Linked DNA regions of Mus musculus: region 2 is linked to region 1. Evidence: chromatin contacts called from public targeted proximity ligation data. All regions are on one chromosome and are shown on one strand. The core of a region is the stretch at or near the end of the contact, and the rest is flanking DNA. Distances in the headings are between cores, read along the strand shown.

Region 1 (6,214 bases), core at 930-3,429:
CTGAGTTTTCTCCCGTTGAGTAAGTCTGTCATATACAGCCTTTATTACATCGAGATACGTTCCTTTTATCAAAACCTAATTTTTCTCTGAGTTTATCTTGAAGGGACTGAGGATTTTGTCCAGCCTCTGCACCTATTGAAGTAATTGTTTGCCATCTCTTTTGAGTCCATTATGTAATGATTTACATCCACTCTTCTCTTCTGCAATATGTTAAGCCAACTTGACTACCATCTTTCCAGTGTTACTTAATTTGACTTGCAAGTATTTTATTGATAATTTTTGTATCTTATGCTCATCATAGGGAATATAATTTTTTGTTATTAACTGTCTTGATATCAGTAACACTAGCTTATAAAAAGGTTGAAGTCTTTGCTGTTTGCTGTGAATTGGCTTGATGCACGCTGCTGTTGCTCCTCCCTGAGTGACGCAGAGAATTCAGCGAATCCGGCTGGACCTGGGCTCTTTTAATTGTGAAATATTTCAGTAGATTGTCTAGAAATATATCCATTCCTTTTAATTTATTCGTTACAGTAGTTGTTAAGGTATATCCTAATCTGAATTTGTGGCTCTCGTTTTGTTGAAGGTTCTTTAGTTTTCTGTTGGAGTCTGGCTGTTTGATGCTCTTATGTATCTTTTCAGAGAACCTTTTTTTTTTTTTACTATTTTGTTCTTTCTTTTTCTTTTAGATTTTTGAAATTTTAATTTCTTTTTTTTTTTTGGTTTTTCCAGACAGGGTTTCCCTGTATAGCTCTGGCTGTCCTGGAGCTCACTTAGTAGACCAGGATGGCCTCGAACTCAGAAATCCGCCTGCCTCTGCCTCCCGAGTGCTGGGATCAAAGGCATGCGCCACCATACCCGAAAATTTAATTTCTTACCTTTGGTGTTTTTTTTTCCTGTGGACTTAGGGTTTAAGGGCACAACTTGCGTGTGTGTCTGTGTCTCTGTCTGTCTGTCTGTCTTTAGGTGAGAGAAGAGCTCTGGAGTCGGCTCTGTCCTTCCACCATGCAGTTGCTTATTACACAGGCTCTGGGTTTTTAAGGTCTGTACTTGGGGCTTTAAACCTCCTCCTTACAGCTGCTTCCAGTGGATTGCAGAGGTTTTGATGAGTTCTCATTTTCATCGGACTTCAGACATTTAAATTTTTCTCTTATTTCTTGTTCAGTGGTGTGTGTTTTTCTTCTGGATCGCCTGTGGTGTATGTGGGTACACTGTGGATGTCTTCAGACGCACCAGAAGAGGGCATGGGGTCCCATTACAGATGGTTGTGAGCCACACCATATGGTTGCTGGGAATTGAACTCAGCACCTCTGGAAGAGCAGTCAGTGCTCTTAACCGCTGAGCCATGTCTCCAGCCCCTATGAGTATCGTCTAAGACTAGTAAATACAGCTGTCCTGATCGTTTGCCTCTGCCTCCCCTGGAAGATGGAACCTACCCCCTACTCACCTGTCCACACTTTAAAAGTTCACAGTTGGGTTCTTATTTATAACATCTATACCTTTATGACTTAATCTGTGCCTGATATAAAATGTAACTTGTTTGGCCTTATTTCTGTTTATGAGATTTCTGATACTCTGTAGAATGAATCCTTTCTGATACAGATCTGCATGCATGCATATGTATATATAAACTGTGTTTTATATAAAATACACAGTAACAGTTCAAGGGCACAGTTTGTGTTGGAGAAGTCAGGGCAGCAGGCAGCTAGTCACACTGCGTCTGCTGTCAGGAACAGACAGTGACAGGGGCAGGGGCAGAAGCATGTGCTGGGTTTTTTTTTTAATTTTTATTTTTCCCCCTTTTCATTTAGTCCAGGAAATCTCCCTCTGGGATGATATTTAGGATAGGTATTCCCACTCTGTAATCTAGAAATCTCTTCACAGACAAAGCGGATTCATTTTCTGGTTATTCCAAGTCTTATCAAGTTGACAGTTTAACCATCACGGTATATTTGTATTCAAAGGACATTCTCATCTCAGTGGATAACAACAAACATCCATACCATGGCTGTGCTGGCAAGTTTTATATCAGCTTGACACAAGCTAGAGTTGCTTAGATAGAAAAAGAAACTTCAATTGAGAAAATTCCCCCTCCAGATTGGCCTCTGGGCAAGCCGTGTTTCATTTTCTTAGTTGATGTGGGAGTGTCCAGCTCACTGTGGGCAGTTACACTCCTTGGCTGTTGGGCCTAGCCCTCGGCTGCTACAAGAGAACAGGCTGAGTAAGCCAGGAGGAGCAAGCCCAGCAGTAAGAAAGCAGCACCCTTCATGGCTTCAGCTCAGCTCCTGCCCTGAGGTGCCTGGATGGTGGACTGTGATAGAGCTGTTGTAACTCTTGTAACTCAGAGTGCTAAGCTGGAGTAAAACCCTTGCCTACTCAAGGTGCTTCTGATCACAGTATTTTATCCCAGCAGTAGAAACCCTAAGACAGGGTTTTAAAGAAGTATGTTTCATTTTAATAGAGGATGCTAACTCTGGTTTTGTTATGTGTGTGTAGGTTTAACAACGACCCCTCCATCGATGTTCTTCTACTCACAACTCACGTTGGTGGCCTGGGCCTGAACTTGACTGGAGCTGACACTGTGGTGTTTGTGGAGCATGACTGGAACCCTATGCGAGATCTGCAGGCCATGGACCGGGCCCATCGTATTGGGCAGGTGCGTCATCTAACACTGCACTAATGCTAGACAGAAACTCCAGAAGAGCAGGCAGACTGGGTGCCAGTGCTCTTTCACCTCAGCGAGATGGCTTCCTCCACCACTTTCTAGCACAGCTACAAAAGCCTGGGTCACTGTCTCTATGTTGTATTAGGATGCTCTATAATTCCTGGAAACAGTTTTAGGGTTGTGCTAACAGACAAAACTCCAGTCAGGCTTGACAACCTGAGTTTATCAGTTTGCATTATGGTTCAATTGTTTTTCTTATTTAGAAACGTGTGGTTAATGTCTACCGGTTGATAACCAGAGGAACACTAGAAGAAAAGATAATGGGCTTGCAGAAATTCAAGATGAACATCGCAAATACTGTTATTAGCCAAGAAAACTCTAGCTTACAGAGTATGGGCACTGATCAACTTCTTGACCTGTTCACTCTAGATAAGGTAAAGACTTACTTATCTTTAATCAGTCCTGGGGTTGTCTGTGGTGACTTGAGAGTGGGCACTCTGAAGGGGGTGTGTCCAGGCTGCTGTAGCAGTCTTCTGGGAGTAAATACAGGCTGAGAACCCTGGCTGCTCTTCAGTTCCCAGCACCCATATGGCAGCTCACACCGTAACTCCTGTTGCACGGGATCCGCTGCTCTCATGCAGACGTTCAGGCAGAACACCCATGCACATAGAGTGCAGGGCCCGTGAAGGCTGAGGCTGGCATGAGATCCTGTGGAGCTGAAGTAATAGGATGGTTGAGAGCTGCTCATTTTGGGAGCTTGAGCCCTCTACAACTGCTTAGCCATCTCTCCAGCCTCCAACACTTCATATTTTTTAAAACTACACTTATTTTATTGTGTTTGGGGTGTGTGTGTGTCAGAATGTATATCTAGGGGTTGGTGCCTGTCATCCACCATCTGGCTCCTGAGGCCCTGGCTCAGAGTTATTATTGTGGGGGGCCAAACTACTAATCTATTAGATAACCTACCATCAGAAATGCTGCACCACATCAGAGCATGGTGACTAAGGCCTGTGATCCCAGCACTCTGGAAGCTGAGGCAGAAAGGGCCAGCCTGGGCCAAATTGTAAGACCCTGTCTTACTTCATCCCTCCCTCTTGTGCCCGTTCTCATCTTATTTATTAGTTAACTGAGAAAACTCTCACATATCTCAGACTATCCTTGAACTTGCAGTATAGCTGAAAATGACCTTGAACTCCTTATACAGCCTTCCTCCCCTGTGTGCCTGGGTTTGTGCTGTACTGAGGTCCAACACAGAACTCAGTGTGCAGTGGCACTCACTCTGCCCCTGAACTTCTCCCTCTCCTTCCTGTTTCCTGTCTCTAGGGATTCAACCACTGAGCTATATCCAGCCTTTGACTTTTGATATTTCTGAATTAAACTGAGTGTGGTACCACACATCTCTAATTCCAGCAGTAGGGAGGCAGAGGCAGGTGGATATCTGAGTTCAAAGACAGCCAGGGCTATATAATGAGACCATGTCAAAACTCACTTTATCTTCCAATGTTGTATTAGGATGGAAAAGCAGAAAAGGCTGACAGCTCCACTTCTGGGAAAGCAAGCATGAAATCAGTTCTTGAGAACCTGAGTGACCTCTGGGACGCCGAGCAGTATGATTCGGAGTACAACCTGGAGACCTTCATGCGCTCTCTCGAGTGACTGCTGCGTGCCGTGCCGTGCCCGGTGCAACTGCTGCTAGCTCAGTTACCTTCTGCTGATATTCAGCAGACTAAGTCTATGCGAACTTTAACTGAATGTATAAATAGATCTGAAACTACTCAGCTTAGTGCTGGCTCTTGCTTCATTGGGGAACAAGTTATTCTCAAGTATTTGCACTGTATTAAATACGATGTTAATGTGAAAAGGTTTAAATTTTACATGCTGAATAGCTGCAGACAGGAAGCAGCCAGGTTTCCATGTGCTACCAGGAGGTGCTTCTGCAGGGACAGCCTCCTCTACAGTCACTTTCTCCACCGTGAGATCCACCAGTGCTGTGCTGTTTGTATGCGTTTGTGTTCTTTAAAATAGTACTTGTTTTTATAATTGATTACAAATAGGGCTTCTTTTGTATAAAAGCCTTAATGAGCCATACTTTTCAGAATTTCAGAGTGACTTTAATATTAACCCTAGGACCTGAAAATGTTAAGCAATGAATTGAACCAGGCCCTGTGGCAACCTTTGTATATTTAATGCAGATGCATATGGTGTTTTCAAATCCTTTAACATCATTTTGTTCACTTTTAAAGTATACTAAATAATAAATGCAGGTACTGGTATTTAAGGCTACAATAACATCCTATTAGAGGATGGGTTTCTGTTTAATTTATCTAATGGCTAGGATATAGCCAGATTCAAAGAACATATATGTACTCAGTAAGTTTCAATCATATATATATATTTTGTAACTATGAACACAGTTTTCCAGACATAGATTTTACACTGCTTAAACCCTGAACCCTGTGGTAAAGACTGTTTACTGTAGCAGGGCCTGAAGCGGGAGGAGCGCTCTTTATACACAGCACACAAGGATACTTGTATCTATATGACAGTGCCCACCCTACACTGGAAAATGTGTCTGGCTTTGGCACTAAAATCATGTAGTTCTACCAGACAGCAATAATAACTGAGCAGAGAGCTAATGAGCTAGTGTTCAAACAGCTCAATGGTGAGGGTGGGCAGCTGTATATAGATATGCATGTATGTGTATGTATATATAATTTTATAACTTTCCCACATAAATTAATACATGCCATGTATACACATATGTGGAATATATTTGTATATATTCATGTACAGGCAATAAGCATCCCTAAGGTTTGTGTCTGGTCCTACACCCAGACATCAACTTAAAACCATCAGACCTCAATTGTACAATAACAAGGGTTTTGTTTAAAATAATTAAAAACTCCACAGCACTTAGATACGACGTTTGTCACACTTGAGTAGCCTTGACAACCATCCTGTAATCCTGAACCTAGCATTCCACAAGAGAATAAACATCAAATTGTAAAGTCTGTGCAATTGTGTGTTGTTTACAGTAAAGACTGACAAGCAGCTCAGATGCACAGGTTGTGGGAAGCCACACCTTTTGTATGTAAAGTTTATATTCAAATATAGAGGACCAAAAGGAAAACTCCAGATTTCATGTAGAAGATGCAGTGTACTTGTCTGCTTTCATAAACTATTTATTTGCTATTTCCATATCTTCTAAAAGCAGGGAGCGGTTTTCTCACTGAAGAAATAGTAAGGGTCAGAAGAAGTCACACCATAGATTAGTGTTCTGTTTTTATCCTCACTTGAAAAGTCAGAACTAAGGTGGGCGTGGTGGCGCGCGCCTTTTAATTCCAGCACTCAGGAGGCAGAGGCAGGCGGATTTCTGAGTTCGAGGCCAGCCCGGTCTACAAAGTGAGTTCCAGGACAGCCAGGGCTACACAGAGAAACCCTGTCTCGAAAAAACACAACAAAAAAAGAAAAGTCAGAACTAGAAGGCAGGTAAAGTCTACATGTTTAATTAGAAAGTGCATGCGCGTACTGGCAAACTAGTTCTCAAAGAGA
Region 2 (6,214 bases), core at 2,583-5,082, 230 kb after region 1:
ACCTGGAGGATGTGCTGTACTTCAAGCTCAATGCACTGCGCCACTCGCCGGTGCCGCGACTCTCGGGAGGGCTGTACCGCCGAGCCACCGCTTGGAACCTGGCTGGACGTGCGCCTCTACCGTCACTTCAACGCCAGCTTCTGGCAAAAGGTGGAGGCCTTTGGATGTGAGCGCATGGCCGGCGAGGTAGCCGAGCTGCGCCAAGCGAAGGAGCACATGCACCGCATCTGCATAGATGGCGGTCAAGCGGTTGGTGCAGAGGCCATCCAAGACTCGGCCATTCAGCCCTGGCAGCCCCTGGGTGTCAAGTCCACCCTGGGTTACAACCTCAAGAAGAGCACTCTGCCGGCGCATGCTCACGCCCGAAATCCAGTACCTGTCTGACTTCGGTGCCAATCTCTGGGTCACCAAGCTCTGGAAGTTCCTTAGGGACTTTCTAAGGTGGTGACATACCCTGCCCACCTCCTATTTGGCTTCCTTATGCAGAAAGGCTAGGCAGGGAGCCTCTGGCACCTGGCCTTCCTCAGCCATGTTTAGTGCCACCCTGGGGTTCCTAGGGTCATAGCTGTCTGGGACTGGTCTCTCTGCATGAGAGGGCCTAATCGAGAGGTATTTAACAAGTTGTGCCATTTTTTATTAAATTCCCCTTTATTTCCAGCTTCCTCTTACAAGATAGACCCAGAAGTAAATTTGGGAAGGAAGGAAGGAAAGAAGGAAGGAAGGAAGGAAGGAAGGAGGGAGGGAGGGAGGGAGGGAGGGAGGGAGGGAAGGGAGGGAGGGAGGAAGGAGGGAGGGAGGGAGGGAAGGAAGGAAGGAAGGAAGGAGAAGGAAATTAATTCTCATAGAATACCTCCCTAGGAGTTACCCCAAAGGTCTCCAAAACAACACAGGCTACTGCCATTTCTCTTGGTTGTTCACTATAACTATATGTTAAGAGCCTATTGCTGAATACACTACATACTTTCTCTATGAGACATGGAGAAATCAGTATGGAACTGACTGAGAAACGTCTTCCCTCCTGGATAGCTTTCATAGTGCTGGAGCGTACCATGCAAACCTCTGGGGAGACATGACAATAAAGGTCTTACTGTATGCAGGACCCTGCACGCTGCAATGCTGACTTAGCAGGCAAAATGGGGTCTGTTGCCTCAGAAGGGGCACAATTTAAGTCACCAACCACCTTCTGACCAGCTTTGAAGCCTGTTCCACCAGAGAGAATTCATGCCCTGTACTGTAAACACAGCCAAAATCTAGTCTAGGAAGGTCATAGACCCTATGGGATAAACCTACTACTGTTGTTTTGCTAAGTGTATCCACATGTGTAGGGCATGTGGGACTGTGCAACCAGACAGACATAAGAACTGGCAAGGCTGAGTGAGCTCAGACCCCAGCAGTCTCTGAGATCTGAGATTGGCGGGAGTGGAGCTACCTGTCTGTGTAACTGCTCTGGGACATGTAACCATGACACCCCACTGAGAGGACCACTGGCAGTCAGTCACATAAAGTAACAGCTGGAGTTCTCCACGCTAACGAGGTACCCTCAGCAATGAATTTCCTTTCCTGGGTATTCCTTCCCCACAAAAGATATGTAATCCCTGGTTCACCCCGAATATAAAGTGTATGTATTTATATTCACCATCAAATAAACCAGTATAAAAAAGCAAGGACCATCTCAGAGAGCTGGTCCTCTTTAAGGATCACTGTGGGGAAGGCCTTCAACTAAAGAGCCGTGCCTATGACTCCCGAGAAGTCTTTCTTCCCTCCAGCCCCGCTGGTACACTCAACCCTAGCTCCTAATGGAACCACATTCTGCTCGGCCCTGTCCTGGGTTCTACCTCCCTTCTCTGCCTAACGGGCAGATGCCCCAAGGGGAGAAAGATAGACTGCAGACCCCGGATTCCTGCCTCCCTCTCCTTGCTGTAATGCTGATGGTGGAAACCACTGTGGACTCCCTGTTTAGGACTTTGCCCTGCCCCCTTCCTGGCATCTTGCCAGCGGTGCCAACGCACCCACAATGGAGAAGCAGGATGTAGTACAGCAGTCATGTTGTGAGATTGCTTCTAAATATTTACATCTGTATCCACAGATTAGTGCTACTCTCAATCTTTAGCCAGAAAAGTTTGATTTTACCATGAGTAGCCGTTAATACAGACTCATAAGTGGTCTACGTGGTGATAAAGTGATTGTGCGTGCTTAGTCCTAAATAGTATATCCATATACAACCTCACTATAGGGTTCAGAGAACGTTCTGGAAGAGGAGAGAAAAAGAATGAGAGAGCGAGAGGATCGGTAAGAGTGCTGCGAGTTACTGTCTTTTAGATATAATATGGCTATCACACTCACGAACTCAAAGCACCTATAGTTATCTGCACAGCATCAAGAGTTCCTCATGAGGCCATACCCCTAGCTGAAGAAATATTAGCAGTTGACAGCTTTTGGGAAACAGAGTTTTTTCTGTGAGGATGTGTGTTGCAGGATATTTGATCACACCGTGAGCCCCGAGATTGTGTTATTTACTGGAAAAAAAAAAAACTTTTTTCAGTTATGGTGTGGCTCAGCCTTAGCACACACCTTTAATCCAAAAACTTCCTGCTTGAATATTTATTGTAAACATAAAGTCAACCATAGGTCAAGAGATGGAGCAAGCCACAAATTGAAGGGAAGTGAACATAAGATTACTAAGAAAAAAAACACAGAGAGTAAGAGAGAGTGAGGAGGATGGACGGAGAGACGCATGGGAAGTAGAAGAGAGGGACCTTCAGTTTGAAGGAGGTTGTTTGAGAGAGGGGGTGTTCCTGGGGGGGACATCAGCTGAGGAAGAAGGTCAGCTGGGTGCTTTCTCTGCCTCTCTGAGCTAGCAGGCTTTCACCCCAGCATCTGGCTCTCGAGTCTTCATTGGAAAAAAAATCAAACAATTGAGATTTTGTTAAAATCAACAGATGTGACCTAGGTTGCCTCTGCTCATGTGGATGGCTCCACATGTGCATTCTGCCAGCACTAATTGGACTCACTGAATTATAAAAGACAAAGATAAAAAATAGGAGTGAGGAGAGGAGGAGGAGAAGGAAAAGGAGAAGTAAGGAAGAAGATGTGTTGGTTTGTCTAGGATATGTTAGGGGAAGTGGGGTGGATATGATAAAAATACATTGTATATGAAATTATCAAAGAATAAATAAAAAGGTTTTAAAATCAATCTCTTAGCTGAAAGGTTTTCCCCTCTCTGAGGTCCTGGGGATTGAATCTAGAGATAGCTTTCATGGTCTGGTATGCTGACTAGTTTTTATGACAACAGCAGTTAGAGCTATTTGGGAAGGGAGAGCCTCAGTTAACATAACGTTCCCACCAGGTTGGGCTGTAGGTAAGTGTATGGGGTATTTTCCTAATTGATAACTGATGCGGGAGGGTGGTGCCACTCCTGGGTTGGTGGATCCGGCTGCTTTTGAGAAAGCTGGTTGAACAAGCCATTTGAAACAAACCTGTAAGTAAGCACTCCTGCATCAGGCGCAGGCGCTGACTCCAGGGTCCTGCCCTGCTGAAGTTCCTCTTTCAACCTTCCTGAATGATACATAATACAAAATAAACCTTGCTGCCACAACTTTGTTTTTTGTTTGTTTGGTTGGTTTTTGGTTTCTTTGTTTTGTTTTGTTTTGTCACGTTTTATCACACTAGTAGCAACCTAAAGACATTTGGGAAACTGAGGCAAGGAGACCATGTCATTTAGACTTTCTGCCTTACATCATCAGAAACCAAGACAGGCTGATTTAGGTGATGTCTAAGGCAGGGAGGGATGCTGAGAGCTGGCGTGGCTCCTCCTCCTGTGTTGGCTGGAGAGTTTTGGACCAGAGCTAGCGGGATCAGGAGGTGGAGACAAGAAACCAGTCTAAGAGCAGGCACATCTAGCCAGCGTCTGCCTTGTCAGAGTTTTCAATATGCTGTACAAATTCCAGTTCGAGGAGGAACAAAGTAATTGCCAAGTGCCTGAGGAAGAAAACAGCCCGGCAGCCCTGGACATGTAAGAGTTGCCGAACCTTGAGCGCCACCCTGGGCTTACCGAGTTGAGAACTGTGCACGTTATCAGTTCAAAACACACGAGCACCGCCCCCCCCCCAGCCCCCGCCATTTTCCCCATGGGGAGGAGCTGATAATCCCAAAACAGCAGCCCTGAGTACTGGTGTGTTTATAAAAAGATAAAGAGAAGAGGGGATATGTTTGGTGGGGGTGTAGTCAGGTGTGGGGGAAGGGAGTGTCTCCACGGGCCCATGCTGAGGCATCCCTTCCCCCTAAGGGACCAGTCACAGAACGATGTAGTATAGAATAGTTTATTCAGGGCATGGGGAGGGGAGTTAAGAGGGTAGTATGGGTGGAGAAAGGGAGAGAGAGAGAGAGAGAGAGAGAGAGAGAGAGAGAGAGAGAGAGAGAGAGAGGAGAGAGAGAGAGAGAGGAGGAGAGTAGAGGTCAGCCATGAGCACATGGAAAGAGAGGGGGGAAGGGAATGGAGAGAGAGAGGGAGCAGAAAGGCAAGAGCAATTGGGGGGGGGACGACAAGCAGCCCCTTTTATAGTGAGTCAAGCACATCTGGCTGTTGCCAGGTAACTATGGGGCGGAGCAGACCTGGCTATTGCCAGGTAACTGTGGGGGTGGCGCTTAGACAAAATGCTAACAAGTGCTGCCGGGCACAGGCCAGTCTTTGTTGGTCTTCCTCTTTTATTCACCCTTACACTGTGGAACAGCCAATTCTTGTAGGCACTAGGAAGGCCCCACCCCCAGTCAGCTGGAATTTTTTCAGGGTTTGACGACATCTGGAAGCCCTGAGAGAAGCTTTGCTGTAAAAACCCTTGATTCTTTTTAACTGCTGAAGGTTAAAAACCCCTTTTTTCTTTCGCTCTTATGTAACGTTTTGGACAATGGTGGTATGTTAAGCCAGCAGCTGCTTTTTGTCTTTTTTCTCAGTGTGCCTCTCTCGCAGGGACAAGCTAAATAGATTTCTTGCTATATTGAGGGGATGATGAACATGAAAGTTGTGTCTGGAGTCCAGGTGCCAGGAACGAAGAACCTGGCTTTGACAGTGTAATGGCTCTGAAATGGAAAAGGGGACACAAACTCAGGAGTGGCCAAGAATGGAACTCTTAAGGCCTTCTGTGGAAATTCCCTGCTCCTCCTAGAAGTCCCCTACCTCTACCCAGCCCTGTTGAGTGCTGAGGCTGGTGGGTTGCTATCCTTGGTCCTGAACCATCGTTGTTAGTTGGGGCAACAGTTCACTTTCCTACTGAAAAACATAAGCAACAGAGAGGCGTGACAAAAGAACTCATTGCAATGTCTGTCCCCGGGACAGTCTGCCTCAGTGGGTCACTGAATTTCTTAACATTCAAGAGCCCAGCTCAGCTGAGTTGATAAAGTGCTTCCTGGGCAAGCTCAAGGACCTGAGTTTGAATCCCAGAACCCATGTGAACATCAAGGTGTGGTGTATACCTTTGTAATTCCTGTGCTGCAGAGGTGGAGGCAGAGAATCCCTAGAAATCACGGGCCAGACAATCTAACCAAATCTGTGAGCTTCTGTTTCACTGAGAGATGCCATCTCAGAAAAGAAAGTGGAGAGCAATGGAAAGCACAAGACATCAATCTCTGGCCTCCCGGTACATGGTACACACACCTGTATACATGTGCACATAGACAAACACACATGCAGGCATACATACCACACACACACATACACACCACCATGCACACAATATTTCATTAATTATATACAAAACAAAACAAAGGCTGGGTAGTGGTGACACATGCCTTTAATCCCAGCACTTGGGAGGCCAAGGCAGGAAGATCTCTGAGTTGGAAGCTAGTCTGGTCTACAGAATGAGTCCAGGACAGCCAGGCTTACACAGAGAAACCCTGTTTCAAAAAAAAATAATGGTTATAATAATAATAATGGAATTCATTAATTACCTTGAAAACCAAAAAGTTCAGAGGGTAGCTCACCACCGGCCCATGGCTCACAGCAGCCACTCTGTGGTGGCAGGTTTCTGTTTGTAGCTCCAAGCAATGGTCATCTGCTGATCTTCTGTCATTGATTTTGCATTTGGCCCTGTTAGAATTCATTCCATGACCTTCTAAAATGCCCCCTGGTTCTTAGGAAAGTCACCCCTTACCACCCTCAGATTCAGGCAAGAGGTCACACTGGGGAGAAGAAAAAAAATTATCCTAGGTGAGTGGGAGG

Evidence for each region.
Region 2: a targeted proximity ligation map of the G1E-ER4 cell line shows a contact between it and region 1, with 9 read pairs. A contact is called at or near these places in 7 of 39 promoter capture datasets (the C10 cell line, the HPC-7 cell line, cranial neural crest and 4 more), 1 of 484 Hi-C or Micro-C datasets (bone marrow-derived macrophages) and 12 of 130 datasets of targeted methods (the G1E-ER4 cell line, bone marrow-derived dendritic cells, bone marrow-derived macrophages and 5 more).

What each region holds. Positions count from the first base shown.
Region 1 is chr19:37,007,087-37,013,300 of GRCm38.p6, forward strand. Btaf1 (B-TFIID TATA-box binding protein associated factor 1) reads left to right here. Exons shown (of 38, transcript NM_001080706.1): 36 at 2,494-2,653; 37 at 2,926-3,096; 38 at 4,175-6,214. The coding sequence ends at 4,318. Among named protein-coding and RNA genes, the nearest start is that of Btaf1, 84 kb to the left of the region's middle.
Region 2 is chr19:37,234,114-37,240,327 of GRCm38.p6, forward strand. It overlaps the pseudogene Gm9056. Among named protein-coding and RNA genes, the nearest start is that of Gm25268, 3.7 kb to the left of the region's middle.